Regions from separate parts of the Zea mays genome. Here region 1 is linked to region 2. A link is a contact called in public Hi-C data. All regions are on one chromosome and are shown on one strand. The core of a region is the stretch at or near the end of the contact, and the rest is flanking DNA. Distances in the headings are between cores, read along the strand shown. Region 1 has its middle 28 kb from the start of LOC109944271. Region 2 holds the start of LOC103646909.

What was found. A called contact is a pair of places that touch in the nucleus more often than the background predicts.
Region 1: a Hi-C map of tassel shows a contact between it and region 2, with 4 times the contacts expected there. The contact joins the enhancer-like site here to the promoter of LOC103646909 in region 2. A contact is called at or near these places in 3 of 25 Hi-C or Micro-C datasets (bundle sheath, ear and tassel).

Annotation. Positions count from the first base shown.
Region 1 is chr2:121,373,357-121,377,556 of Zm-B73-REFERENCE-NAM-5.0, reverse strand. No RefSeq gene overlaps it. Among protein-coding and RNA genes, the nearest start is that of LOC109944271, 28 kb to the right of the region's middle. Within about 2 kb of position 1,721, at least 17 of the 20 cell types and tissues checked have an H3K27ac peak or open chromatin away from gene starts, as enhancers often do. A contact at or near this core is called in bundle sheath, ear and tassel, where this site is marked.
Region 2 is chr2:120,678,541-120,683,203 of Zm-B73-REFERENCE-NAM-5.0, reverse strand. It overlaps LOC103646909, which reads right to left and starts at 2,208. Exons shown (of 3, transcript NM_001368640.1): 1 at 1,971-2,208; 2 at 551-1,170. The coding sequence starts at 2,135.

The DNA.
Region 1 (4,200 bases), core at 472-2,971, 690 kb before region 2:
TACTGATTACGGATCAGCGGTGGTTGTAACACCCTTAATTTGGGGTATAAAATTTCCTTTCTAATATCCACCAAATTCAGATGTTACCCTCTTTCTTCCCTTCTTTTCTACTCTTTTTTTTCTAAATAGTGGGGAGTTATTTTGTTATATATATAGGTGTGAGCCTAGTAAAATAAAATCCTAGAGGAGTCTGGAATGTTGCATCACATGCAGGAGCACATATTTTGATTGATAAACTTATTTGGTGTGCATTTATTTAACTTGTGGGCGATGGCCGATGTGTCTTCCGCCGCGGGCGGTGGCCGTCCGCCGTGGCTGGCCGTCGGGGGGTAGGAGGCGAGTCCTTGGCGGTCGGATCCTAGACAGATGTAAAGCCCAAAAATTTGTATCAGGGAAAAATAATAAATAAATAATTAAATAATTAAATATTTTTCAATTGATTTATTAAGTAAGGATTATTCTCCTCATGAATTATATAAATGAAAACCACTTAAAAATAATAGGTTAAAATATATCTTGATAGATATTTCACGTAACTTTCTCAAATAAAATACGCAATGGATAGCCATAATTGAATTAGCTTTCAAGGATATCACGCGGTCATAACAACATTTCTTTTTGTAAATGATGTGTGGGTACTTCGTATATGCAACACAACCTAAATAAATTGATAGATTAAATAATTATATAACTATATTTTCATCATGTTGGGTTTCATGTGTTGTTGCATTTATAACTGAATTTGTGACACAGATTGGAATTTGAACTATGAATTTAAGCTTGAATTTGAAATAAGAAATCAGAAATAGAAAAGAAAAAGGGGGGAACCTGGCTGGGCCGACAACATTGCATTCAGCCCATCCGCACTTTCCTTCTTGCGGCCCATGAACCACCTCCCGCGTGCTTACCAGGGGGTCCCTGCCGTCACCTTCTCCTCTAGGCGCACGCACCTATCTGGGTCGCCTACGTGTGGAACCCATTTGTCAAGACTCCCCTCTACTTCGTAATAGATGTAGCGAGTTCGCCGCTGGGACTTTGGGGCCAATCCCACAATCCGCGCTTGGACTCCATCCATGGTTGGGTGTAAAATGGTGCCCCGCCTCGCCCTCGTCGTGATCTATGCACCGAACCATCAGGCGTTATGCAGGGAGCGTGGTGCCGAGCAAAGAAAATGGAGAGGGGAGAGAGAAGAGGATGCTGCATCGCTGCGCCGGTTCTGCGACGCGATGCTAGAACGCCTCGTGGTCGGGGTGGCCGACACGGAGAAGTACGATGGGGATGGGGGCCACCAGCACAATGGGGGTCACAAAGGACCAGTTCGGATGCAGGATCCTCTCTGCGGCCGAGTATCTTGTGATTGTGCGAGCTCTGAAACTTAGGTAAGAACTCTTGATTGCTTCCCTGTTTCCTTCACGTAGCTAGTTGTATTTGGTTTGGCTGTGGGAGCACCTGAAGTACCGAGCTTGTGCTCTGGTAATGGCGGCTACGTACTTGGGGGGGTCTCCCTCGCTAGCGTGTTCGACGGACAAGAGGTTGAAGAAGAATCGATGGCTGTTGGATTTCGCATCGGTGGATGAGGCTAGACCTTTAAGCTTATCCCTTGCGGCCTTGTATCTTGGCCTTCGATCGGTATTCAGCCGTCGTGATCGCGTCGCTCATAACCCTTCGGGCGGGGAAATCTAAACCGTGGATTGCCTAATGGGTGACCCAGATCGTATACCGATTCGGGCGAGACTCAATCTAATCCGGGCCACTAGTTTTGGATCGGACGACTGTCATGTGAAGATACCCCTTCGCGGCAACAACTTTTCAAAAGAGTCCCTGTGGGTTTATAAAATAAATCCGCCATCCATAACCGTGGTAAAACCATTGCACTTAAGTCCGAATTCTTCCGAAATAGACCCTAAACCTATATAAAATTGTGGCCGCAGTCCATTGGTCTTGGTTTATTCATACGAAATAATTTAATAATGATTTTCTATATAGAAATAATTCTAGAATCTTGTTTAATTCATATTTAATCCATGTTAACTCCGATTTGATCCGTTCAAGTTGCGTTAGCTTCTTAATAAAATTGTCTACATTATTTGTACCATAAAACATACTTTTATAAATAGATATTTGTTTAGCCTATGAGCAGTAGATTAAACCTTTTAACCAAAGTTAAACGGATTCATGATAGTAATTTAACTAAAATATGAGTTTTAATCAAGTTATAATCTAGATTAAAGTTGAGTTAATTATTTATAGAATATTCTCTCATATGGTGTATACCTATCAATTTATAATATATTTTAATATTTAAATCACATATATCTTCATAAAATCATAACTTTTTAAAAGTAATTCTGAATTCAGTGGTTCTCGAAACTAGGTTTTCACTACAATGCGTAGAATATTATTATGCAGTTTGCTCTCATGTTTGGTGTGATGTTAATTTTGCCTATACTATGCTTCTTTGTATTTCTACGAATAGAGTTAGGTCATGAGAATCTGAAGATCATCCTAGTACTTGGAATCTCGAGTCTCAGGCAAGTTGTGCCCTTGATCACTCCTTTTTACCCAATAATGTTTATATTAATCATTATGATCTGCACAGGTTAATTTGATGGGACCTAATAGGATTCCCTAGCATTGTTTATTCCTCACCTTGCAAGCACATGAATTATTGGGTAGTTTTGCTATTGCTCTACTTGGTTTTGGGAAACTTTCACTATGATCATGTTCCAATTATGTTGTTGTTTAATTATTGTTCCTAATAAGATCATATTGTTAATTGGAACATGGAGAACCACCCGGGAAAACAGTGCTACCACAAGGGTGGTATGGGACGCCCTTGGCTGACTAATTAGGAATGCTAGTGGAGGACTACCTTACCCGAAAGGGGCAAGGGCAGTAGGGGAGTGGTCAGTGTAGGGAGGTCCTTGGGTTGGTTTTGCTGCGATGGCGGTCAAGCGAGGGATCCCTGCATTGGAGCTTCCTAGAAACTGCAGCGGGTTTTCTGAAGCCAGTGGATCTTTGTAAAGGCCTCGTAGTGTCACCCTGCTTCACCTCCTCGGTAGAGGTGTATGGGATTCATGACCCCTTAGAAGATGGGTAACACGACTTGTGGGTAAAGATGTGCAACCTCTGCAGAGTGTAAAACTGGTATATCAGTCATGCTCACGGTCATGAGCAGCTTGGACACTCATATGATTAATTTATGGAACTAAACTTAATTTGTCATATGCATTGCATCGCGGGTGTTGATACCAATTTTGATTTATTACTTATTTGGGTTGGTATCTACTTACACTTAGTAACTGCTAATAAAATTTTGACCAACTTTAAAAGCAATGCTCATCTTTAACCATCCTCTTGGGTAAGCCTTACACTTCACATGAGCTCCCACCTTTGGTGAGTTCATGCACATTATTCCCCACAACTTGTTGAGCGATGAACGTATGTGAGCTCACCCTTGCTGTCTCACACCCTCCACAGGCCAAGAACATGTACCGCAGGATGAGGCGCATGGAGGATGTTGTGATGAGTTCGTGAGAGGTCTAGGCCGTCGTCTCCCAGTCAACTTTGGGTTGCTGGATCGTTGTCTCCATATGATGTAATTATTTATTTATTTTGTACAGAACTCCTATTATATAGTAAAGATGTGACATTTGTTTCTGTACCATGAGTCATCATTTGTGTAAGACTTGGTCCTAGCACACTTGGTGATTATCTCGCGCCCGAGTCTTGGTAGCCTTGAAACCCGGGTGTGACAATGGACGCTGGAGATTAGATCTCCCATTGCCACTTCAGGATTGTGATCTGGGTCGTCCATCCGGAGTCCAATGGAGGTGATCAGATCGCACATATTTGAAATCTATGCCGTAGATCTTTGATCTGATGGCCCAGATCACAACGTAACCCTTCAGCCGGCGCGTTTTGCAAAAGAGCCCTTATGCTTCTATGCAATCAACCCGCCGTCTGTGGTTAGTCAAAAGAAATCTCAGATTGGTCCTTATTTTCTCTAAACAAGCCCCTGCACTTGATAGAAATAGCGACCACTGTCCATAATAAATTATGTTTTCTTTTATAGAATCCAGAAGTGATTTTTAGAATGAAAATTAGTGCAATAAAATTAGAAAACCCATAATTAAATCATTTTAACTCCAATTTGACCCGTTCAAGTTGCGATAGCTTCATAATAATATTATCTACGTA
Region 2 (4,663 bases), core at 959-3,458:
TAGTAATCAGAGCAGAGATAAAGACTTAGTGGTCAATCACACCTAAAACTGTAATGTTAGCTATTGTGACATAAAACCAAAAAAATACACTCAATCCGGCTATTGACAGTGCCCCAACTTGAGCATTACCACCACACTAACCATGACTAATCCAAACGAACAATCATCACCACAGACAGGCAGAGGCAAATGGAGGAGAAAAACGCACCTAGCATCTGCCTGTAGGAGGCCTGCCACCAGTCTTTGGGCGGGGCGCCTACGGGGGTGGACGATATTCCTAATCACTCAGCTTATTTTTATGCCTAACCTTAGATGCTGAAATTGAGCGCCTCACTTTGAGGCACACACAGTTTTATTATGCACTATTGCAAATATATTAGAAAAACCCAAAGTGATACTCCCTCTATTTTTATTTATTTGGCGTTCCCACCACGAAATGTTATCTTGCTCTAGTGCAACTGTCTTGTATGAAACATGATTTAAAACACTTAGTCATTGATACATATAAAAATGCACTCTTGAATTATAGGCTAATAATAATAGGCATTACCAAGGGTACTGCGACCATGAAATTGCCACTTCCAATTCAGCGCCATTTTCTCCAACAAGTCGTTCCGTGTGCTGGCCGTTGGTCGCAGGATTGAACTCAAGGACCCCTCCAACAATTTCATCGCCGGAACAGCGATGCAGGTCAAGCTCAATCGTCAGCGGCATGTGCAGCGGCACGGCGAGCGCTTCCCTCGCCAACTGAATCAGCCCCCCCGGTCGCACGTTCACTCCATTGTCACCCTCTTTGTAGAAGAGCACGCAGCCGACGTCGAACAGCTTGCTGCGAGCAACGATCCTCCCAAGAATGGTGGTGGCGTCTTCTTCTCCAGCTTTGGACACCGGCGGGCGAGCAAGTTTGACGGCGACCCGGCCTTGGACGCCGTTGCTCAGGACGGCATAGATCACTTCAGCGGGGCCATAGCCCGTTTGGACAGTCTCGACTATGGCCCTGTTGTAGTTGGAGAAGTCGTCGCCGATGCAGTCGCAGAGTATCCTCCCGATGTCCTCGTCGTCCTCGGTGGCTTCTCCGGCTTGCGGGCTGCCATCATGGAGGTAGAGGAAGAAAGCAATTGGACTGTATGCCGAGGTGGCCAATGATGGCCCAGTTAGCACGAGGTTACCCTGTTTCGGTACAAGAATGCATGAAGAAAGTGGATCACTTGCTGTCCTGCCTGCTCATAGACGACGGATGTTGTGATACATTTAACACAACGTCTCGTACGATTTAATTAAACAGACCTAACAATGAAGAAAGCGAGAACCTTCTTTTCAGACTCAAGGTGATGGATGAAAGGGGGCAAGGCCATGTAATGATGTAAATCAGTTCTAGCTATTGTAAACAAAACATTTCCAACCATAGCATAGATCTTTCTTAAAGAAGTTATAAGGATGATTAATGGAACCCAAGATTGAAGCTAGAAAAAAAAGGAACTAGAGTACAAAGAATGATTTATTAGAGACAAAAATCTAAATTTCTTCTAGTAGATCTTCATGCAACTGATTTTTGTGGGTTGTACCGCCGTTTCAGGTATCATCGGCAATCACCATGGTGCCGATAACTACAATAGCTCGATTATTGACAGGAACCACTTGATTTTCCGATAAATTATAGCCAAAAAATAAAAATAAAAGCAACAAACAGAAATCGAATACCTACCCCGTTACCCATACCATAGTCCCTACTCCCTAAGCACTATGCTACCTCGTTGTTTCCTCTGCTATTCCACCTACTTAAGAAACAGAGTACTCTGTTCTTTTAAAAACAGAAGTTTCATGGTTTTTATTTCTATTCATTGATTGACCGTTTGCTGAAATCATTAAAAAATCGAAACCTATGCTATTGTTGGTGCTTGCGACATAGTAGTGCTTACAGTAGAGCTATTAAGATGGTACTAAGAAGGAGAGATTAAAGGGAACTGCACCTGGCTGTCGCAGATTTGCTTCGAGGTGTCTTCTTCCTCTTCCAGTGGACTCCAGCTGTAAATGAAATCGCTGCAGCAGTGGCCGCCGTAGAAAACGATGCTGCCACGGGGCGGCAGGTTTCCTCCGACGGTGGCGGGGATGCGCACGGCGAACACCTCCGCCATGTCGCGGCCATGTTTGGGCAGCTCAGCGTACGCCAGCAGTTGCTCGTCGGTTGGGGCGTCGCTGTAGCCGGTGGCGGCCGCCATGTCGCCAAGGAAGAGAACGCGATTGGGGACTGGGAAGTGGGAAGAGAAGACAGGGATGGATTGGATGCGTGGTGGTCTTATCTGCACAAAACTCCAAATACCACCCGTGCTTCCCTCAACTTTCCTGTGCCTTGGAGGACTGGCTGACGAAGGCTTTGGCGATGGCGTTTAGGGTTTAGGATCTACGGAGGGGAAGCCGCGCCGGCGAGCCAGCCAACCGCCGGATTGCCCTTTTGCCAGACGCTGTGTCGCTCCTCCCTCCCTGGCTTCCCTTCAGTAGAGGCGTCGCTCGGGCCGCCGTCGCCGGATGCCCAGATCCCGCAGTGGGCTGGCCAACGCGCTGGCCAACGCGCGCCGCAAATTTGCCCCCTACCCAATCGGCGAACAGCCCCCTCTCATCCGAGAGTCCGCTAGCGTGTGCTGGAAGGCCTTGTTGTGGCCCACCCCAATTTATTTACTATATATGAAAGACGGTACAAAACGTGCCCTGATAGTCTATCCACATCGTTCTATATTTTCTCAGGCATCTGATCCCAATCCGACGGATGACGGATACAAGCGTTTGATAGCGGCGAATCAGTAGCTCTCGCCACAACATGGTCTGGAACCTTCTCCAGAGCATACCCGAAGGGCCGCGTCCATGGTTGCCCAACCCATCGTCTCCCTGGCTTGCTCGCTCTCGTTTGTTTGGTCCTAGCCACCGCGACGATGTTCTCCCCACCTAACGGAGCACTAAGACTGCCATTCTCCTCAGCAGCAGTCGGGATTACCAGGGCCATCGCGCCGCCACGCCAAGTAGTAGTAGTAGATCGGCCCTGCCATGGCCGGAGTGGGGGCATGTACCACGGAACCGAGGCAGCCCAATGCACTGTCCTCAGTAATGTGATCCACGGCTTCAAGGTTACATCACGTAACCGCTGATGGATGTGTTGGAATAGGGTTCGATCTCTCTTTTCTCCCTTTGCTTATTAGGAAAACAGAAGGGAAAAATGGTGAGGATTCTAACCACACACTTTGCAAAAGGTTATTTGATAGCGTGTGTAATTACTGCTCTCTTTGCATCTCCAATCAAGTATTCATGTGAGTAGCCAATTTCATATAGGTTCTTCAACTACTCAAATACTTCTGAAAGTGAGAACAAATAAAAATTCCTGAGTGTATTAATAAGCTATAACGAAGAGTGTCTCAAACGAATGTAATAATATGCTACAATAAAAAATGTCTTAGACGTTGTTTCACTTCTAAAATACTTCTCTCTGCTCCTTTTGCCGGCGTAATAAGGTGTGTTGGAGCAGCATAATTCGTTGTAGTATTCCAGCCCTAAATATTCTACCCTACATGTTGTTTCAGTTCTAAAATTCTTCTCTCTGTTTCTTTTGCAGACAAAATAAGGTTTGTTGAAGCAGCATAACTCATTGTAATATTCCAGGACTAATTATTCTGACATGCCTTTGTTTCATAACTTTTTAAAGATATAATGCTTGTATGTGTTCATATAAAAACAGATCGAACAAGACCACCAAGGGGAACAAACGAAAGAATAAGATTGTAGATAAACATTGGCCTCTGTTTTAGGACACCAAGGTAAGACATTGGATGTCAACATTTCTTTTTTTCTTCTTGTTAGAAAAGTAGTTGTTTATGTTAGCTTATGGCCCATATAACTCTAGAAAAATGAGAGATAAAAAAATGTTTGCAATAAGGTAGATCTATAATTTGGCGCCCATAAATGATGCAGTGTTGCCAAATTTCTAGCCAATAACTATTTGCTTCATATGATTTTCAGTAAAGAGCTGCTAATCTATGGTAGATATCTCAATTGAAATCAAAACAAAAGTTTATCTGCTGCATTGCTGGCGCTCTAATCAACAAAAATGTTTCTGTGTTGTATTCCTCACGCTAGACTATTTTAAGTTAATGAGAAGGATCATGTTGCACACATCTTCAGCCATATTTAGGAACAATTTCACCATGTCACATGAACATTTCAGTTCAATGGGGCCATTTCTAATATATTTCAACCCAACTCTATCCAAGATTTACATACACATGTACACTTATAATAAAACAATGTCCATCTATAATATTCGTCATATTTCTTACAAAACTAACATGTGTTGTCGTTTACAACTACTCTATGGTTCAGACTTATTGTACCTGTTAAGATACTATGCATCAAAACACCAAACAAACTGCCTTATAATTTCTATTCTCAGAGATAAAGAAAATAAGGTTGACCCTCCAATTCAATCTCCTCCAAAAAGGTGAGCTTCTATACAATTAACTCCCTACCAATCAATACAGATATTTGCTTACTACAAATACATACACGCACACAGACATATATATATATATAGGTACATACCAGTAATAACAACTAGTACAAAAAACACTTTCAATGAATATATACATACCTACACATGTTCTATTCACCGATAAAGTTG